Linked DNA regions of Sus scrofa: region 1 is linked to region 2. The links are chromatin contacts, called in public Hi-C maps. All regions are on one chromosome and are shown on one strand. Each heading gives the region's core, a stretch centred on a gene start, on an enhancer-like site or on the middle of the called end of the contact. The rest is flanking DNA. Distances are from core to core; before and after follow the strand shown. Region 1 overlaps LARP4 (la-related protein 4). Region 2 holds the start of SMARCD1 (SWI/SNF related, matrix associated, actin dependent regulator of chromatin, subfamily d, member 1).

Region 1 (6,067 bases), core at 188-2,687, 210 kb after region 2:
TTTATTCCAATCATTAAAAGGTGATGGAAGTTCATGATAGCTGAATTCTAGGGTTTCTTGACTGATTGTGTTTTTTTAAGTATTAGACATTGATAAGATCTTTGGTAAATCAGAATTTTAAAATAGAAAATGAATTAGAACCATGAACTTCAATTAGCTCATTTACCTAGCAGAATTAGAAGCTAGGGCTTTAGTTTCAGCACTCTTGTAATTATAAATTAGTACTTTAACACTGACCATATTTCTTTATCTTGATTTCTGTTAGGTAGTTCATTTGTTGAACAGGTAAGCTAGAAAGAAAAGAAAGGAAGAAAAGATACGGTCCTTCATGAGTAGCTTTTATCCTAGTTGGAGATAATCACCACTTACATACAAGAAAGAGTTTGTACTTATCCTCTCATTTTGTCCCCTGCTTAAGGCTCTTGCCCTTTAAACTCAAGCAGGACCAACTCCAAAATCTTAAATTGCACTATCCTTAAAAGGTCTTTGTCTTCCAGATAAGTCAAATAATGTTGGAGCATTCCCATTAATGAGTCACACTGACCAAACATAGTTTCTGTGTTTTTCTTGCTGGTAACCTTTTAATTTTCCTTTTTTTTTCTTTCCTGTGCCAATTGAATGACTACGTGAACATAAAACTCAAAAATTAACCGGCTCTTGTGTAGCATATTTTTATGATTTAAGACACTTCTGGGAGTTCCCATTGTGGCGCAGTGGAAACGAATCCATCTGGGAACCATGAGGTTGCAGATTCGATCCCTGGCCTCGCTCACTGGGTTAAGGATCCGATGTTGCCATGAGCTGTGGTGTAGGTCATAGATGTGGCTCGTATCCTGCATTGCTGTGGCTGTGGCATAGGCTGGCAGCTACAGCTCCAATTCAACCCCTAGCCTGGGAACCTCCATATGCCGCAGGTGTGGCCCTAAAAAGCAAAAAAAAAAAAGACACTTCTGTTATCTAGGCACTGATAGCACATTATATATTCAAAAATCAATTTTTATTTTGGTAGAAAAACAATCCAAATTTTTCTTTTGGTACACCATCTGTGGTGGTTTGAAAACATAACTCGTAAGTTCTTTGATATTCCTCCTTTCAAAAGGTTGGGCCTCTCCCCTTGAACATGGATAGTACTTGGGCACTTGTTTCTAATGAATAGAATGTGGCAGAAATGACAGTGTGGCACTTTTGAGACTAGGTCATAAAATGGCATTATGGCTTCATCCTTTCTGTCTCTCTTGGATCATTGGTTCAGGGAGAAACCAACTACCATGTCATAAGGATATTCGAGAGGCTCTAAGGAGAGATCCCTATGGCCTCGGCCAACAACTATGTGAGTTAAGCCGATTCGAAAACAGTTCCTTCAGTCCTAGTCAGGCCTTCAGATGACTGTAGCCCCTGCCAACATCTTGACTGCTACCTCATGAGGGACTTGGAGCCAGAATCAGATAGCTAAACAACGTCTGAACTCCTGACCCACAGAAACTGTGAGATAATATGTGTTTTCAGCCACTAAATTCTGGAGGTAATTTGTTATAACTGACATACCAGCATGTAATATTTTGTAGTAAAAGATTTGAAAACCTTTTTATGCCATAGATAAGCCGACCACCAATGTTTTTAGTTCTCCTAAATTCTTACTTTTTTGTTAATATTTCTTTGGACTATCTTAGACTGAGAGATAGGCATTAACATCATTGTTAGCATTTTTCTATTTCTCCAAACTTGCCATATAGTTACTGCTTTACAAGAGTTGTTGCTCTATTATTTATTGTATAGTTATTCATTACTATTATATCTTCATAGTGAATTGTAGCTTTTAGCACCATGAAATGCCCGTCTTTGTCTCACTTAATGCTTTTTTGCTTGAATGTTACCATGTCTGATATTGAGTATAATCCTTGCTTTTTAGAATTTGCATTTACCAGTACCTTTCTGTTTTTCTTTTAGGCTCTTTTATAGAGAGCCCAGAATTAGGTTCTATTTTGTGAGTCAATCGGAAAATCTTTTCTTTTAAGTGACTTAAGTCTCTTTCTTTCTCACCTATACACATACACACAACTGCTATTTCTGATGTCAATTATTCCATCTTTATAAATGCAAAATAATCCATGGTCTTCCAGAAAACAGTGTTGTTTCCTTGCTCTTTTTTTATTTGTGTGTATTTCCCTTGATATTTAGGAAAATTTTTATTTTTTGCTCTAATGATTCCCTTTATACCAGTAGTCATATAATACCTTGGTCCTCTTTTTCTTTATGAATTGACTATTAGTTTCCTGCCTGGAGCAGTAATGAACGAACTTGAAACCACCTTCTTCTCTCATCTCTGTGCCGTGCACCATCCAATTTTGGTTAATAGCATTATTTTTCTTTCTTTCTTTTTTCTTTTTCTTTTTTTTTTTTTTCGTCTTTTTGCCTTTTCTAGGGCCAGTCCTGTGGCATATGAAGGTTCCCAGGCTAGGGGTCTAATTGGAGATCGGAGCTGTAGCCGCCAACCAACACCAGAGCCACAGCAACATGGGATCCGAGCCACATCTGCGACCTACACCACAGCTCACGGCTACGCCGGATCCTTAACCCAGTGAGCAGGGCTAGGGATCGACCCCACAACCTCATGTTCCTAGTCGGATTCGTTAACCACTGAGCCACGACGGGAATCCTAGCATTCTTTTTCTTTTTTTTGTCTGTCTTTTGAGGGGCACACCTGCAGCATATGGAGGTTCCCAGGCTAGGGGTCTAATCAGAGCTGTAGCCGCTGGCCTACACCACAGCCACAGCAACACCAGATCTGAGCCTCATCCATGACCTACACCACAGCTCACGGCAACTCTAGATCCTTAACCTACTGAGCAAGGCCAGGGATCGAAACCGCAACCTCATGTTCCTAGTCAGATTCGTTTCCACTGCACCACGATGGGAACTCCAGCATTATTTTCCTTAATATTATTCTTGTCATCAAACCAATTAAGTTTTGGTTTATAATATTCATTGTTTATTTTTGTTTATTTCTTTTTATGTCTGCACCTGAAGCATATGGAAATCATAGTCTTAACCCACTGGGCTGCAGCAGGAACTGCCAGCTGTTCACTTTATTTATTTAATTAATTTATTTATTTTTGCTTTTTAGGGCCACACCTGTGGCATATGGAATTTCCCAGGCTAGGGGTCAAATCGGAGCAGCAGTTGCTGGCCTACACCACAGCCACAGCAAGCAGGATCCGAGCCATGTCTGTGACCTATACCACAGCTCACAGCAATGCCTGATCCTTAACCCACTGAGCAGGGCCAAGGATTGAACCCTGAACCTACATCCTCATGGATCCTTGTTGGGTATTTAACCCGCTGAGCCACAATGGGAACTCCCCAACTGTTGACTTTAAATGACATTCTTTAACTCCCACATTTAACCTGTTAGACAATCAGTGAGATTATTCTACTTTTTTCTTTCTCTCCCTCACGGTTTTTTTTTTTGTTTTTTTGTTTTTTTGTTTTTTGTCTTTTGTCGTTTTTGTCTTGTTTTGTTGTTGTTGTTGTTGCTATTTCTTGGGCCGCTCCTGCGGCATATGGAGGTTCCCAGGCCAGGGGTTGAATCGGAGCTGTAGTCTCCAGCCTACGCCAGAGCCACAGCAATGTGGGATCCGAGCCGCGTCTGCAACCTACACCACAGCTCACGGCAACGCCGGATCGTTAACCCACTGAGCAAGCGCAGGGACCGAACCCGCAACCTCATGGTTCCTAGTCGGATTCGTTAACCACTGCGCCACGATGGGAACTCCTTATTTACTATTCTTATTCCCACTTTTGTTTTAGTCATATATAAGTAAATATATTCTGTGCACACCACTAGTATCTTTGCTGAAGTTTTCTAAGTCCTTTCTTAGTTGCTTGTAGTTTGTCCTCAGAAAAGACTCATGAGCATAATTATCCCAGATGTTGATCACACTGAAAACTTTTTTCTTTTTTTTTTTTTTTTTTTTTCTTTGTCTTTTTGCCTTTTCTAGGGCCACTCCCGTGGCATATGGAGGTTCCCAGGCTAGGGGTCTAATCAGAGCTGTAGCCACCAGCCTACGCCAGAGCCACAGCAATGCCAGATCCAAGCCGTGTCTGCGACCCACAACACAGCTCACGGCAACGCCAGATCCTTCACCCACTGAGCAAGGCCAGGGATCATACCCGCAACATCATGGTTCCTAGTGGGATTCGTTAAACACTGCGCCACGACGGGAACTCCCTGAAAACTTTTTTCTATAGCCTTGCTATTTATGGGACAGTTTGTCTGCATTTAAAATCCTTGGTCCAGGAGTTCCCGTTGTGGCTCAGCAGGTAACAAACCTGACTAGCATCCATGAGGACTTAGGTTCCATCCCTGGCCTCACTCAGTGGGTTAAGGATCCAGCATTGCCGTGAGTTGTGGTGTAGGTTGCAGACGGTGCTTGGATCCCACATTGCTGTGGCTCTGGCAGGGGCCAGCAACTACAGCTCTGATTTGACCCCTAGCCTGGGAGCCTCCATATGCCATGGGTGCAGCCCTAAAAAGACAGAAAGATGAAAAAATCCTTGTCCACCTTTTTTGCCTTGATTATATTGTAGATGTTGTGTTACTATTCTATGGCTTTGAATATTGCTGAGAACTCCGATGCCAAATTGGTTTTCTGTCCGTAGAAAATGACTTGGTCTTCCTGCGAGAAGCACAGGTCATTTTTTTTCCCCTTGTATTAAAGTATTTTAATTTCTTGGGATAAATCTAAGATTGACCGATTTAGGTCTATTTAACTTGGTGAATGGTGTGCCTTTTCAATGGGTAGATTCAGGTCTTCTCCCCTCCACACTCCTCCCCCAATAAAAGTGTTATTAAATCATAGTTATAAATATTAATTCTATTCCATTATGTTGATTTTCTTCAACAAGGCATTCAGAAATATGTATGTTGGATGTTTGTCTGATTTCTAGATTTTCTCTTTGATCCTTTTAAGCTCTTTGTTCTGCTTTTTTTTTTTTTTTAATCTTTTTGCCATTTCTTGGACCGCTCCGGCAGCATATGGAGGTTCCCAGGCTAGGAGCCGAATCGGAGCCGTAGCCGCCAGCCTACACAAGAGCCACAGCAACTCCGGATCCGAACCACGTCTGCAACCTACACCACAGCTCACAGCAACACCAGATCCTTAACCCACTGAGCAAAGCCAGGGATTGAACCCGCAACCTCATGGTTCCTAGTCAGATTCATTAACCACTGAGCCACGACGGGAACTCCTGTTCCGCTTTTCTTATTTCCATCCTCTGTGTCCTATATATTTGGTCCTAGCGGCTCTTTTTTGTTGTTTTAGGTTGCATTCCCTGGCACGCAGACTTTGAGACAGATACCTGTATGCATGAAGTTTACTGAAGAGTATCCTTGGAATCAACACCTGTGGCCTGTGACCACATTTAGGAAGAAAGATTGGACAGAAGGAGGTGCTGAGCTACAGGTTAGTGATATGCTGGTGGATGTTTAACAACCAGTTCTGGGGGTGGGGGGTGCAGAGCCCTGATTTGTAGCCTTTTCCAGCATGTAAATATTTCATCATGACCAATTTTAAGCTACCAACATACCATCCCCTGAACATGGCTCTGGGAGGAAATGCATAGTAACACCCACACAGATAACAATAGATGTAAATCCTCAGGGGCATAGAAGAAATAGTAAATGGAGTAAAAAACATTTAGGAAATAATGAGTATTGAGCATTTATTACTTGGTTTTAAATATAATTTATTTAAAGTTTATATAATTTAAGTTGTAGTAATGGCTATGGTTAACAACCTGGATGCAAAATTCCTAAAAATGTTAATTGGCTCTCACAAGCCAGGAGGAACCAACTCCAGCATACCATTCACCATGTTCAGTCGTCATAAAAGTCTCAGCCCACACCACAAAACTTTGAAGTTGGGACGGCCCTTCAGCACTGTTCCTCCCTGAGGCAAGGGCCTCTTTCTCTTCTCATTGGATGCAAGGCCACCGTGGGGGGGGGGTTAGACCTGGGGTGAGGGAGTTTTCTTTGGCCAAGGGAAAGCCCCAGAGAGAGGCTCAGCCA
Region 2 (5,766 bases), core at 63-2,562:
TTTGGTAGCGGGAGGAAAGAGACAGGCCTAGAGGGGAAGTTAAAACTCTGCCGTTCTGTCCCTCCCTTCCTACTTTAATGAGAAACCTGTGAGGCCAAGGACCTGCCGTGCCTCCTCCACCAGGCGCTCCCCTCAGGCCAGAGCGCTGCCTCTTCCCAGGCCTTCTCTGCCCAGCTGTCTCTCAGTCTCCACCCCCAGAACAAGACCTGTGGCAGGTCACCTGTGCATTGACCTGGAGCTGCAGGGTGAGGCTGTAGGATCTTTGGGAACTCTGGGTTCCTGGGAACTCCTAGGAGATCAGACCTCTCCAGAGGGAAGCAGGAGCAAGGCCAAAGGGTGTGCACCAGATGGGGAACAGCAGGCAGGGCTATGGGTGACGCATGTCTCTGGTCTAATAAACTGGGTTTCAACCATCTCCTCTTCAGTGTCGTTCTTCTCTTATTTGAATAGTATGTAGGACTTCCTACTAAGAGCTGACCTTGGATTGGGGCCAATCAGGGGAGGAGTAAGGGAGCCAGAGCAGGGATACGCTGGTCCTGGGATGGGACAAGCTGACCATCACACCAGAAATGGTTTGAACCACTGGGCAGGGAAAGAGGAAGAGATCAAAGGTTAACAAAGATCCCAAAGAGAAATCCTAGTACAAAGGAGGCTTTGGAGACGGCGTGGGGTCAAACTTCAAAATATACTTAAAATCTGGAAGCAGGTTAGGTTAAAGGTCAGGGGAAAGGCTGGGTTGAAGTTCTAGCATTAGGTAGTTATTGAGGCACTTTATCTGTGGCATGAGCCCTGGGCTATGAGCCAGACCTGGATTCTAAGCCTTGGCTTTCGCGTTAACTTGCTGGTTGACTACACCGAGTCATTTCCTCTCGAGTTCACCTCTCCTGTTTGCAAAATGGAAAGGTGCGTCCTCCTCTTCGGCTCCTGGGCTTAGAGCCGGAGGAGAAGGAAAAGAAACACGCGCTTTGGAAAGTTAAAACGCCCTGCGCCCAGATGAAGCAGTTACTCCATCACCCTCTTCATCAGAGCTTTGGGACGGTGCTGTGGTCCCCCTTTCCAGGTCCTTGTCTTCCTCCCGCCGGCCTGGGGGCGCCCGCTCACGGGCCTCTCTATCCCAGAGCTCTTCTCGATGGTGTTCCCTGCCGGACCGCGAAGGCTGGAGGGAGTGGTCAGCACGCTTTTTCCGCTCGTCGCCCCCCTCTAGCCCACAGTCTCGCTGCCCTGGGCCTCCCGTGCCGGCGGGCCGGCCGGGCGGACAGGCGGGCGCGCTGGGGGCGCGCGGGGGCGGGGGGAGTTCCGGTTCCGGTTCTTTGTGCAGCTGCAGCAGCGGCTCCGGGAAAGATGGCGGCCCGGGCGGGTTTCCAGTCTGTGGCTCCGAGTGGCGGCGCCGGAGCTTCAGGCGGGGCGGGCGCGGCGGCTGCCCTGGGCCCGGGCGGGACTCCGGGGCCTCCGGTGCGAATGGGCCCGGCGCCGGGTCAAGGGCTGTACCGCTCCCCGATGCCCGGAGCGGCCTATCCGGTGAGTGGGGCAGGAGGAGGGGCGCGCGGGCCGGGGGCGGGGCCGAGCGGGGGCCTGGGAGTGACGGGGTGGGGGGAGGAGTAGGAGGGACTCCCCTGGGAGGGATTCGGTTCGCGAGGGAGGGTCGGGGGAGGCAGTGCGCGGAAGGGAGGGGAGGCGGTTAGCATCCCCACCAGCTCGTAGGGGCATTGTTTCCTTGGGGAGTCGGGGTGTAGAACCAGGGTGAACGAAGCGGGGCCAAGGGTGGGCTTGTGAGAGTTGGAGTGCAAAAAGGCTTAGGCAGCTCCAGTGCCCAGAGGAGCACAGAAGGTGTACCTGGCAAATTGAGGTCAGCTTTTGAGGAGATGGTAGCTGGCTGTGCTGTCTGAGTACTGGGAGCAGAGGAGATGTCCAATGGCAGATACAAACTAGACTGGGGAGAATTTGAGTATAATCTGCTCTCTTAGCTTTGGGCTGGAGTCCCCTGTGGGATCACAAGTGGAGCAGAGGAAGCTCCAGTGATCTATATTTCAAAGAGGTAGAGGGGTCTTCTCCCACCCCCCATGCCCCCAGCCTGGTTCGATTCAGAGAACTCAGGCTTCCCCCACTTTCCCTTTCCTGGTGGGGTTTGCAAGGGAAGCCATGACATCTCTGGGTCCTCTCCCCTCTGTAGAGACCAGGTATGCTACCAGGCAGCCGAATGACACCTCAGGGACCTTCCATGGGACCCCCTGGCTATGGGGGGAACCCTTCAGTCCGACCTGGCCTGGCCCAGTCAGGGATGGACCAGTCCCGCAAGAGACCTGCACCTCAGCAGATCCAGCAGGTCCAGCAACAGGCGGTCCAAAATCGGAACCACAAGTAAGATGACCCCAGGGTGGAGAGCGGGAGGGCGGACACAGGTGGTGGGAGTACCTCAAGCAAGAAGTGACGACGCTGTGTCAGCAGACAGTGGAGACTGTTTCGTGTTTGGTGGGGGTGGGGGGTGTCTTTGATTTGAGAGAAGCTTTGCGGTTCTTTCTCTTGACTATAAATGGAGGTGCTGACAGCCTGTCTTCATGTTCTGGCTAGTTCCATCCCAACCTGATAACAGTATTTATTCCAAACAGTGCAAAGAAAAAGAAGATGGCTGACAAAATTCTACCTCAAAGGGTGAGTCCAGGCTGTATAGGTCTTCTTGAGGGTGTGTTGAGTTGGAGAAGAGAGATGGCCAGCTCTAGATCCCAATGATACCTTTCTGTTCCTCAGATTCGTGAACTGGTACCAGAATCCCAGGCCTATATGGATCTCTTGGCTTTTGAAAGGAAACTGGACCAGACTATCATGAGGAAACGGCTAGATATCCAGGAGGCCTTGAAGCGTCCCATCAAGGTAACGCAGGAGAGTGCTAGGCAGAGAGCCAAAGGAGAGGACTCGGGAACCTTCAGCAGGCTAAGGATGAGAAATCAAAGGCATAGCGCCGCTCTCCTTGGCATTTAAATTACATCTCTCCCTTCCGCCTACAAACCGAGAATTACATTAGAAGCATAAGAACAGAACAGCTCAGGGGGAGGGGCTTTTGGTAGTTCTTGCACCAGAAATATACTCTGTTGGTGTTTTTGCTATAACTGCTCTGTCACCTTGGGAACCTGGCACCTCGCATGACTTTGTCTACCTGGCACCCCAGTGCATGCACTTGCATTTGGGCCAGTGGCCTGTGCTCTTCTAGGTGGAATCTCCGTCCACCCACCCCAGGGCCTGGGTAAATAGTAAGCCAGTCTGTTAGGAGACGTTTTGGGGTTTGGGGAGACCCTGGTCTTCAGCGTGAAACCACTGAAGCCCCACTGTCAATCCTGTTTCTGCCTTCCTCAGCAAAAACGGAAGCTGCGAATTTTCATTTCTAACACTTTCAATCCGGCTAAGTCAGATGCCGAGGATGGGGAAGGGACGGTGGCTTCCTGGGAGCTTCGGGTAGAAGGACGCCTCCTGGAGGATGTGAGTTCAAGGTCCACTGTGGTCAGCATCTAGGGTGGGAGCTGCTGGGAACAAGCAGTATTGTCTGGTTGGCAGGAAGCCTGACTGGTGCTCACAGCTCCTGTTGGGAACAGCAGGGAGAGGGTCACTGTGTTCCCTGCGCTAAAAGACAATGGTTCTTTGTGTCTGGCTCCCACAGCCTGGCTCTCTCTGTGGTATCGTATGGAGAACCGTATTGCCCTGGGATTTGATTTGTTGTTTGTCTCCCTCCTGATGCTGCTAGCCCTTGGATTTGGCAGTATCTGCAGATTTTCCAGTTAGGGTTGTTCTGGTTTTGTTTTTGTTTTTTAAACCAAGTGAGTTTGCACTTAGCATTTGAGGCCCTGCTTTCCTCCCAGAGTCCTTGAGGTCCTTGATTCCCGCTGCAGTATTGCCGTCTTCCCAGTTTCCACTGGAGACATTTCACAGTTTCCATGGGCGAGGTCTCTCGGACAGGCTCTTTGCTGCCTCATGGGGAACATCAGCTGACAGGTGATAGCCCCCAGACTTCACACCCCAGAAGCTCCTTGGGGAAGCTCACCTGCCATTCCCTTATATTCTCTTGCTCTCTATTTTTAGCTGTTCACAGGCAAGCCAGTATGAATGCATTTTTCAGGAGAACCAGGGCTCGTGTCAGAGCCTCCTTCTTTTCTATATAGGTCCGGTCCATCTGCCAGTGTTATCATGTCATCCAAATAAAGCAGTTTTTGTTCTGGCTGCTTATTACCTGTGATTCATTTCCCCTCTAGAGTCAGACCTTTCCCTGTTCAGACTCGCTTTATTGTGTGCAGAGGTTTGGCCTAACTTACCTCCTTTCCTTTGGGGAAATGAGGTGGGTAAGTCAGTGACCCTATGTGTGTTATAGGCTGCTGCTTTGGGGTTCTCTTGCTACCGTGACTTGTTTAATATCCACAGACACCTACCTTGCCACCTCCTAAGAGATATTCAGAAGACATTTTTGGGTCTCTTCCTGTTGCTGTTTGGGTTCCTTTTTTTATGGTACTTTGTTTTAAGGAATTTTTTCTGGTCTCTTGTAATGTGACCTCTTCTCTCTCTCTCCTCTAGTCAGCCTTGTCCAAATATGATGCCACCAAGCAAAAGAGGAAGTTCTCTTCTTTTTTTAAGTCCTTGGTGATCGAACTGGACAAAGACCTGTATGGGCCAGACAACCATCTGGTAGAAGTGAGTAGTTCTCTCCTCTAGGCTTTGACTTATGACTGGAGGATGATGGACTTGGGAGCCAAACGTTAATGTCTAAGGAGAGGGGGAGGTATGAGAAAAGGGCACGCCAGGTGTACGGTACCTCTGTCGCAGTTTGCACATTGGCCTCCAGGTGGCACTAGCTGTTTAGTTCTGGTGCCATTTGGACCCAAGAGCTCTTGTAGTCTGACTTGTCCCACCTTTTTAATTTGACTATCCTAGTTGCTGCCCCACTTTCAAGGGAAATTCTGATGGAGGCCTCTTGTACATGCCAGATCATCTCTTCATCTTGTTTATTAATAATGGTGAGATGTAGTTATCCACACACCATTCTGCTTTTTTCCTGGTAACAAGTACTGTGTTAAAGGGGGTTAACTAATAGGGTTCTAGTCCTTGCCAAGGCTACTTGCACGAATCTGGGACTCACTTTTGGTCCCTGCTTTGTTTAGATTCACATTCCAAATCATCAGAAAGCTTTTATTATAATGCCTGATTACGTAGCATACCTGAGACGTGTCAGCAGCTGTGTTCTTTGGGATACAGTGGAAACCAGAATGACGGTCCGGTGCTCCAAGTGAACTTAACCTGCTCCTTTCTTTGCCAGTGTAGCCGCAGCCCCTTAACCTCAGCCACTAAGAGACTTGGGAAGGTCTTTACCATCTTATAAGGGAAGTAAGTCACAGAATCGATAGACATGTGTAACTGTATTTAACTTAACTTCATAGCAGTAGAACATAGTGGCTAAGAATGTGGACTGTAGAATCCAACACGGCCGAGCTCAGAGAGCAGCTCCACCACTCGTTGGCTGTTGACCTTAGGCATCTTACTTTAGCCTTCAGCGTGTTTGTTTCCTCTCTGTCAGATAGGTTTAATCGAGCCTGTCTCATATGGATATTGTAGGGATTAAATGTGATGATCCGAGTAAAAGTCTTAGAAAACCCTCGCATGTAGTAAGCACTCAGTAGACGAGAGCTACGTTATTTTACAGTACGCATGTTATATTATCCATTTTGTGGATAAAATTATCACTGAAAATTCAGGCTGATTTAAATGTGGTCTCGAGCAGTCAGAATTAAA

Evidence for each region. Hi-C and Micro-C count contacts between places; a contact is called where the count stands out from the background.
Region 1: a Hi-C map of retroperitoneal adipose tissue shows a contact between it and region 2, with 3 times the contacts expected there. The contact joins the enhancer-like site here to the promoter of SMARCD1 in region 2. A contact is called at or near these places in 3 of 5 promoter capture datasets (fetal liver, fetal skeletal muscle and liver), 19 of 47 Hi-C or Micro-C datasets (adipose tissue, alveolar macrophages, embryonic fibroblasts and 11 more) and 2 of 2 datasets of contacts at active chromatin or transcription factors (alveolar macrophages and skeletal muscle).

The regions. Positions count from the first base shown.
Region 1 is chr5:16,204,379-16,210,445 of Sscrofa11.1, forward strand. LARP4 (la-related protein 4) reads left to right here. Exons shown (of 16, transcript XM_021091648.1): 2 at 5,322-5,462. The coding sequence starts at 5,367. Among named protein-coding and RNA genes, the nearest start is that of LARP4, 30 kb to the left of the region's middle. Within about 2 kb of position 1,438, at least 6 of the 83 cell types and tissues checked have an H3K27ac peak or open chromatin away from gene starts, as enhancers often do. A contact at or near this core is called in adipose tissue, retroperitoneal adipose tissue and subcutaneous adipose tissue, where this site is marked.
Region 2 is chr5:15,991,466-15,997,231 of Sscrofa11.1, forward strand. SMARCD1 (SWI/SNF related, matrix associated, actin dependent regulator of chromatin, subfamily d, member 1) reads left to right here and starts at 1,313. Exons shown (of 13, transcript NM_001244613.1): 1 at 1,313-1,518; 2 at 2,171-2,358; 3 at 2,607-2,649; 4 at 2,746-2,868; 5 at 3,349-3,471; 6 at 4,555-4,671. The coding sequence starts at 1,342.